Linked DNA regions of Mus musculus: all the other regions are linked to region 1. Evidence: chromatin contacts called from public ChIA-PET and promoter capture Hi-C data. All regions are on one chromosome and are shown on one strand. The core of a region is the stretch at or near the end of the contact, and the rest is flanking DNA. Distances in the headings are between cores, read along the strand shown. Region 1 overlaps Cep250 (centrosomal protein 250). Region 2 overlaps Epb41l1 (erythrocyte membrane protein band 4.1 like 1). Region 3 overlaps Trpc4ap (transient receptor potential cation channel, subfamily C, member 4 associated protein).

The links. ChIA-PET counts read pairs in DNA pulled down with a chosen protein or histone mark. Capture Hi-C pulls out chosen DNA fragments and counts their contacts.
Region 2: a contact with region 1 is called in a promoter capture Hi-C map of adipose tissue. The contact joins two enhancer-like sites. A contact is called at or near these places in 1 of 115 datasets of contacts at active chromatin or transcription factors (pancreatic cancer cells) and 1 of 9 other capture datasets (adipose tissue).
Region 3: a contact with region 1 is called in an RNA polymerase II ChIA-PET map of memory CD8 T cells, with 45 read pairs. The contact joins two enhancer-like sites. A contact is called at or near these places in 2 of 115 datasets of contacts at active chromatin or transcription factors (memory CD8 T cells and pancreatic cancer cells).

The regions. Positions count from the first base shown.
Region 1 is chr2:155,978,006-155,980,820 of GRCm38.p6, reverse strand. Cep250 (centrosomal protein 250) reads right to left here. Exons shown (of 33, transcript NM_001130000.1): 19 at 1,510-1,677; 20 at 975-1,109. Among named protein-coding and RNA genes, the nearest start is that of Cep250, 23 kb to the right of the region's middle. Within about 2 kb of position 1,335, at least 188 of the 459 cell types and tissues checked have an H3K27ac peak or open chromatin away from gene starts, as enhancers often do. A contact at or near this core is called in adipose tissue and memory CD8 T cells, where this site is marked.
Region 2 is chr2:156,438,835-156,441,649 of GRCm38.p6, reverse strand. The region is part of intron 2 of Epb41l1 (erythrocyte membrane protein band 4.1 like 1); the gene reads right to left. Among named protein-coding and RNA genes, the nearest start is that of Epb41l1, 19 kb to the right of the region's middle. Within about 2 kb of position 1,484, at least 76 of the 459 cell types and tissues checked have an H3K27ac peak or open chromatin away from gene starts, as enhancers often do. A contact at or near this core is called in adipose tissue, where this site is marked.
Region 3 is chr2:155,678,417-155,681,231 of GRCm38.p6, reverse strand. All of the region lies in intron 1 of Trpc4ap (transient receptor potential cation channel, subfamily C, member 4 associated protein), which reads left to right. Among named protein-coding and RNA genes, the nearest start is that of Trpc4ap, 13 kb to the left of the region's middle. Within about 2 kb of position 1,436, at least 39 of the 459 cell types and tissues checked have an H3K27ac peak or open chromatin away from gene starts, as enhancers often do. A contact at or near this core is called in memory CD8 T cells, where this site is marked.

The DNA.
Region 1 (2,815 bases), core at 86-2,585:
CAAGAATATATAAAATCATGCATGAGGGGCTAGGGAAATGGTTGGTGGTTAAGAGCACTGGCTGCTCTTTGCTCTTGCAGAATACCCAGGTTCAGTTCCCAGAAACCATATGGTGACTCAAAACTTCACTAACTCCAGTTCCAGGGGCTCTGACATCTTCTGGCCTCTGCAGGTACCAGGCCTGAACATGGTATATATACATACATGCAGGCAAGACATTCATACACATAACATAAAAATAAATAAATCTGGGACTGGAGAGATGGCTCAGAGGTTAAGAGCACTGTCTGCTCTTCCAGAGGTCCAGAGTTCAATTTCCAGCAACCCCATGGTGGGTCACAACCATCTGTTATGGGATCCAATGCCATTTTCTGGTGTGTCTGAAGACAGCTACAGTGTACTCATATACATAAAATAAATAAATATAAAAAAATCATGCATCTCTCTTACACTTAAAATATCAGTCACCAGTTTTCCACTGGCCTCTAAACAAACCCCAAGCTCCCATGGCTAAGGAGGGGTCCTTTCCTTCTCTCCTCTCTTCTGTACTGACCCCAAGTTTATCACACTAGAGCCATGTACCTCCTTTTACCCCATATTTCCTAAGCCTCTGTCTGTCTGTTTCAGGGCCCTCTGACAATGGAATCCTGTGCCTAACATGTCCTTCAAAACTACCCTTAGCTGGGAAGGTTCTGCTGCCAAGTGTGATGACCCGAAGTCAATCCAGGGTCCCAGCTGGCAGAAGGAAAGAGCCAACTCTACCATGGGAATTCCATAGGCATGTCATGCCATATGTACATGCATGCACATGCACACAGAATAAACAAACAGATGTAATTTAAAGGTAATTAAAAACTGCCTCCTTCTAGCACTGAAGCCCCACAGTTCAATCCCTAACAATACTTTAAATGAGGTGTTATGGTCCACACTAGGTGGTAGAAGCAGAAGGATCAGGCACAGGGCCATCGCCATACCTGTTCCTTTAACTTCTGAATCTTCATGTCCTGTCTCAGCCTTTCCAGCTGTTGACTAGCATCTGCCAGCTCCTTCTGGGTCCTCAGCAGTGTCTCCAGGAGGGATACTCTCTCCTTCTCTGTTTCTAGCTGCATCTGGGGAAGGGCAGGAAGGGCAAGGGCTTCATGGCTCTGGATTATCATGTTCACCCAGGAGGCCATAAGCACATCTCATCTGCTCCAAGGTCTTCCAACAACAGGATGAGGGGCTGAGGGCAAGGGAAAGTCTCGGACCATTAACTTAGAACCAGGAAGTGCAAAGACTGCCACCGGCTCATAAGCTGACAGGATGTGGTCAATGCTGGCCCTCCCTCGGGAAGTATGACACACTGCCTGCTTGCAGCTAACTGCATGTTAGTCTCCTCACAGGCAGCAGGGCAGTAGCTACACTCTTCAGGAAGCCCCTCCTGAGCCCTGTTCTTAGGAATGGAAAAGTAAGAGGGGAAGAGACCGGGCATGCAAACATCATGAGGATATAAAGCTCGAGGATGCTTACTTGATACAGGGCGCTGTCAGCCTGGCTTCGTTCCTCTTCCCTCTGTGCACGGATGGCTTCCATTTCTGTCTGCTGCTCTCTCAGCTTTGTCTCCAGCTCTGCTCTCTCCCTCTCGAGGGTTTCCAGGGTCTTATCCAGCTCCTGCTGCAGCCAGGAGCGCTCTTTCTCCTGATCATGTAAAGGAACCCATACTGTTAAAGCCAGTGAGTGAGAGAGGAGACGGGGAGCTTGTCTGGACTTAGAATCTCTTCACTGTCTCACTGTGACATGGGCACTGCTTTAAGCCTGGTGACTCATTTCTCAGGGAAGTTTAAATCCCTGTCTCACTAAAATTTAAAGGTCATTTAATATTTTTTTAAAAGATTATTTTTAAAAAATAATATATAAACTGGAAGTGGTGGTGCACTCCTTTAATCCTAGTACTTGGGAGGCAGAGGCAAGGTGGATCTGAGTTTGAGGCCAGCTTGGTCTAAAGAGTAAGTTCTAGGACAGCCAGGGCTACACAGAGAAACCTTGTCTCAAAAAAACAAAACCAAAAAATAAAATAAAATAATGTCAACTGCACAACCATCATAAACACCAAACCTTCAGGGTCAAAAAGCCAACTATAAAAATAACAAAATTAAGTTGTTCGCTCTGTCTAAATGTATGGCCACCAGAGAGCTAAATTTGTGATGTCAAAACAGGAAGAAATAGTCTATCAGTGCTGGTTAGCTATGAGCAGAATATTTTGCTATTGAAAGTGCCACGTCCTGGGCAGTGAGACGGTGCAGAAAGTAGAAGCAGCTGCTATGTCAGTTTGCAGACCTGAGGCCCAGCTCCAGAACCCACACTGGAGGGAGAGAATCAACTTAAGACTTTTGATTATTTTGTTTTTGAATATTTATTTTTATTTATGTGTATATGTGTGGCATATATGTATGTATGGGCACAGAGGCCAGAGGAAGGCTTTAGAGGCAACTGGGAATCACCTGAGGTGGTTACTAGGGACCAACTCAGGTCCTCTGAAGAGCAGACTCTCTAACCATGGATCTCTCTAGCCCCTTGATCATGTTTTACAGTGAGTTTGCTGACAAGAAAGCAGCCAAAAATTTGCTCATTTTTGGAATTATGTGGGTATGACAGCAGGTATTTTCAAATAGTTGAGTAGTGTCCACAAGGCATTTCCTCAACTAAAATTCAGTCATGATACCTCCTGAAAGCCCAAAGTAAAAGATTATAACCCTGCTGACTGATCAGCTAATGGCCTCAGATTTCCTGAAAGGAGTGACTATCATGGTCACACTTGGGCCATGGTGGTCCCTTC
Region 2 (2,815 bases), core at 235-2,734, 460 kb before region 1:
CCTGAAAGCTGCTCTCTATAACTAAGGCTGCATTACTGACCAGACCCTGCGTTCTTCAAGGATTTCTGCTGGACATGGTCCCTCATTTAATTATTCCAACAGATGAGTAGAGGAGATGCCATCGTTACATCATTTGCTATAGGAAGTAAAGCTGGGAAAGGAGAGTGGCTAGCTCAGGGTTACATGCAGAGGGCAATTTAGTCATTAAGCTGCTGTTATTACTGTTGGCATTTCTATGACCAACACAAAAGAGGGGCACTTTTGCCCCCCCCCTTCGAGACTATGAACTGTTCATTTTTCTATAACCAGGAATCAAAAAAAAAAAAAAAAAACCTATTGTTTTCCAGGGGTGCCTGTCCAGCAGTCACCATCACCTTGGTCTGGAGGCAGTGTCACCCCTCCAGTAGACACATGGGCAGGTACCTGAACAATTCAGAATATCCCTGTCTTACAAGGATGAGACCAATGAAGAGCCTTTCTCTTGGGCTGGAGAGATGGCTCAGCAGTTAAGAGCACACTGACTGCTCTTCCAGAGGTCCTGAGTTCAATTCCCAGCATCATATGGTGGCTCACAACCATCTGTAATGGGATCCAATGCCCTCTTCTGGTGTGTGTGAAGACAGATACAGTGTACATATACATAAAATAAATAAATAATTTTTTTTAAAGAGTCTTTCTCTTGACAGACCCTAGAAGAAAAACAGTCCATTCTTTATGTTTGGACAACTAAACTGAGGTACAGGACAGCCTCAGTGAGTTTATGGCGAGTTAGCCTGATTCTTCATCCTTCTGGCCTATGATCTGTCCCCGGTCAACCAAGAGCAGGCCTGCAACCTCCATTGTGGAAATCGTTCCTGTGTATCTGGGTCCAGCCTGTCCGTCTGGGAACAACTTCAGGCGGTCTGATGCGCTTATCCACACTCTAAGCATTGTGGAGCAGAGACCCAGAGGAAGAAAGTGACGGGGCCACAGCCTCAGAGTAAGATACTTTCTTGTGGGCCTGTGGCCTCCACTGAGGCAGGCGACCTGTAACAATCCCTCTCATGTTCCCTGCTCCCTCAGTAAACTAATGGCGACTGATACCTATGGTCTCTTCTTTCTCCACCCTGAGCCCTGCAGAGCTGCTTGCTTCTGAGCCTGCCCCTGGGAAGGCTTGAACGTGAGGAATAAATGCTTGAGCAGAGATCTCTGCCTCCCCTTACTGTGCCCCCACCTCCCCATGCACACAGGAGCTTGCCCAAATGTCAGGGAACTGCTGGGCAGACCCCCTCCGGGGAGGACTCCTAAACCACCTCCCTGTCCTGGCTGCTCGCTGGCTGTGGACAGAGAATTCCTTGTTCCCAGTGCTTCCTGCCCAGATATCTCCGTGGGGCCCGAGTGCTGGCAGGAAGGAGCCAAATCGCTCCTCTTACATGGAGTTAAAGCCACCCCTGCCCCCACTACTCAGGGATAACACACGCCAGCTCTGTTAGCCATTCATTCTACCTGGGCCAGCCGGGCTCAACACCACGGCCAGCCCCTCCCCCACAGCCCCTGACCGCACATGTGCACATGTGCATGCTCTCTCTCTCTCTCTCTCTCACACACACACACACACACACACACACACACACACACACACATACACAGAGGTACCCCACATCTATCCAAAACTAAACCAGAAGATTCTAGGGTAACGTTACAGCCCTGGCAGGCCTGTTTAACTAACAACCCCACTATGACTTTGCAATTTCCCAATCAATGTTGGTCACTGGCTTTTGCCCTTTCTGTAACCTTACCCTGCTGTGAACCAGTAGTATTTTTTGTTTTCTCTTTCCTGTTTGTTTATTTGTCTTGTCTTATCTTGCTGTTGTGAACCAGGGCCTGGTTGTGTAACCTACATTGGCCTGGGATATCCCCTTGGTATTCTTAGTGCTAGGATTAGAGGCATGTGTCCCTGTGCCTAACTCAGCCAGCGGTTTTCAAAGTGTCAAACCAAAACCAAAGAAAGCTCTGTGGTATTGTCGGGACTGAAGAGTTAGCCAACTACAGTCTCTGCCTTCCCTCAACTTCAATAGGGGCTACAACCCACTTAGTTATTGTGTCTGTTGAGATTCTTTGAGGTTTATTTCCAATGATTATTTCCCTTAAAAACCTGTCTTTAAAAAAGAAAAGGAGCCGGGTGTGGTGGCGCACGCCTTTAATCCCAGCACTCGGGAGGCAGAGGCAGGTGGATCTCTTGAGTTCGAGGCCAGCCTGGTCTACAGAGTGAGTTCCAGGACAGCCGGGGCTATACAGAGAAACCCTGTCTCGAAAACCCAAAAAAAAAAAAAAAAAAAAAGAAAAGGAAAGGAAAGGAAAGAAATGTAAAAAGGAAAGAAAGAAAAGTGACGGGCGGTGGTGGCGCACGCATTTAATCCCACCACTTGGGAGGCAGAGGCAGGCGGATTTCTGAGTTCGGGGCCAGCCTGGTCTACAGAGTGAGTTCCAGGACAGCTAGGGCTACACAGAGAAACCCTGTCTTGAAAAAAACAAAAGAAGAAAAAAGAAAGAGAGAGAGAGAGGTAAAAAGAGAAAGAAAGAAAAGTAAAATAAAAAGGAAGAAAAGTAAAAAGAAAGAAAAATAATTTTCCTTCCAGAAAGTTGAACAAATCTCATTCGTCCTGACGCTGGGTTCCCTGATCCCTGCCTGGACAATGGATGTGCAATTCTAGGACCAACAGAACATGAAACTCCACTGTGCTCAGTGATGAAGCTCAGCAGGACCCCCTCTGACTTAGTCCAATCTACACCCAGGAGCTGCTGAGCCAAAGAAAGCAAGATGCAGAGCCTGCAG
Region 3 (2,815 bases), core at 187-2,686, 300 kb after region 1:
CGTAGATAGTTACGTCAACATTTTCTCTTCTCCTCCCGTGACTCTTGATTGTGCCATTCAAAGACTGGTCCAGTTAATTTAATAAAAGTTTGGTCATAGAGTTGTTCACAGAATTACTTTGTTGTTAATGTCCCTGGGATCAGTAATAATGACCCCCATGTATTTCCAGCATTAGTAATTTGTATCCTTTTTCTTGGTTAATTAGCCAGGCTAGAGTTTATTGATTCTATTTTTCTTTATAGATTCAATTTTTAATTAATTTTTTTTCTGTACAGATTTCCTGTTTTTGTAATTTAATCGTTCCTTTTTTTCTTTTTCTCCTTTCTTTTTGTCTTTGGGGGAGGTCCTTTTGAGACCATGTTTTGTTCAGTCAGTCCTCAGGCTGGTGTCAAGCTCAGGTCTGTGGTTTGACCTCAGCCAGCAAGTGCCCGAGGTTGCAAAAGTCAGCTTGAATCCACTGTTCTGCTCTCGTTTCATTTCTCTCTCTCTCTCTCCTCTGCTTGCTCTAGACTTAAGTTGTTCCCTTCTTTCTTTGACGTGTTACGGTAGGAGCTCAGGCTGTGGACTAGAGCTGTTTCTTCTTTCCTAACACATGTGTTTAGTACAGATTTTGCCATACTTACAAACTTTGATAATTTATCTTTCATTTAGCTCAGAATATTTTTACATTCTCTTCAGGCTCATTTGACTCAGTTATTTAGAATGGTTGTTTCATCTCCAAATACCTTAGACTGTTCAACTGTTCTCTTCATTGTTTGTGGCTTCTAGACACAGTACATGGTGGTTTGAGAACACTTTATATAGTTGCCTACAGTTGCTACTTTTTTTTTTTTTTACTTTTGTCTGCATTTATTTTATGCCAAATTTATTCCAGTGCCATGCGTTTTTGTTTCTTCAGTTTCTTTTTGGATATTTTTTTTCTTCCGTGCAAACTCCTCTTTTGGCTTTGGAACAATCTGTTCCTTCTCAGTGAGGATCATCTCACTGTGGCAGGGGGAGCTCATGGATGGGTTAATCTGGCCATGAGCTCTGTGGGTGTCTTGGCGCATTTTAGGTGACTTTCTTGTTCACCTGGATATGTTCGATGAGCAGACAATCTACATCTAAACCCAAGCTCAGCGTTTCTTTCTGCAGTTTAAGCATGTGCAGCAGAAATTCAGCACTTTGGCCTGGGCACACACACTGACTTCACCATTATACTGGCACACACAGTTTCATTCAAGTGACATCCTTCAGACGTGTGTTGGCTTTGTGGATATGCTTACCCTTGATGGCCTGGGCAGCTTCCCGGGTGTTTTAAAAGTGAACACGGAGGTTTGAACCTCTTGATTTGCATGATTTTGTGAGGTTTTCTGGGTCAAGAGAGTAGCAACCATCTTTACAGGTGACCTCTGACTGCTTACAGGAAGAGCCAGCTGCTACTTTTGGAACTTGCCAAGGTGTGCTTTGTGGCCAAGGATGTGGGTTGTTCATGTGACTTTGAGAATAGTATGTGTTCCTCTGTTGTTAGATTAAAGAAGTTGCAAATGTCAGACCTAGTTAATTGATGGTGGCAATAATGTCAACCTTGTCCTTACTGATTTTCTGTCTTGTTGAGGATTCATGAAGTTCAAAAATTCATCAGTTTCTTTTGGTAGTTCTTCGAGGTTTTGCTTCCTATATTTTGGTAAGCTACTGTTCAGTACACATATGTTAAGAACTACCATGTCATCTTAGAGAGTTGGCCCCTTAACATTCTGTCATGGCCTTCTTTATTCCTAACAGTTCTCCCTTTTCTGAACTGTTGTCTGAAACGTCATACTACTCTTTAAGCTTTCTTTTAGTGTTAACATGACTTCTTTTTCTCCATGCCTTTTACTTTATTGTTTTTTAAAGATCTATCTTATGTGTATGAATGTTTTGTTTGTACATATGTGTGTGTGTGTGTGTGTGTGTGTGTGTGTGTGTGTTTGTGTACTACCTGCATGCATGGTGCCCATGGAAGTCAGAAGAGGGCATCAGATGGTTGTGATCTGCCTTACGTGTGCTGGGAACCAAACTTAGGGCCTCTAGAAGATGAGTAAGTGTTTAGTCATTGAGTTTCTCTCTGCATTCCTGTTTATTGTTGTTTTGAGACAGAGTCTCCTGTAGCCCTCACTAGCATTGAACTCACTAGGTAACTGAGGCTGGCCTTGAACTTCTCCTGACCTTTCTGCCTCTACCTCTGAAGTAATGGGTTTACAGATATGTGCTACCATGTGGGACTCTGTCCCTATACTTTTAACCGATACATAATGTCATATTTAAAGTAGTTCTTTTTAAAAAAAGATGTATTTTATTATTTTGCTTAGGAGTATTTGTATAAGTTTGTGTTGGGTGTGTACATATAAAGCAGGCACTGGAGGAGGCCAGAGCAGTAGAACCCCCTGGAACTAGAGTTAGTGGTGGTTGTAAGTTGCCTGATATTGGTGCTGGGAATTGAACTTGGGTCTTCTGCAAGAGTGGTACAGGCACCTAACCATGAGCCATCTCTCTAGTCATGAAAGGGGTTTTCTTGGACAACATATAGTTGGCTTTTTTCTCCTCTTATAACACTGACATATATATTACTATATTTTACTCATAGACTTTTTTGTTTTGTTTTGTTTTTCGAGACAGGGTTTCTCTGTATAGCCCTGGCTGTCCTGGAACTCACTTTGTAGACCATACTCATAGACCTTTAATTGATACTGTTTCTAATTATCTTGTAAACCTGGTATGCAGTCATTGGTGCGTTTGACCATGCACAGACTTGTGCAGCGGTTAGTGACGTGAGAGGGTAGATTCTACCACATGC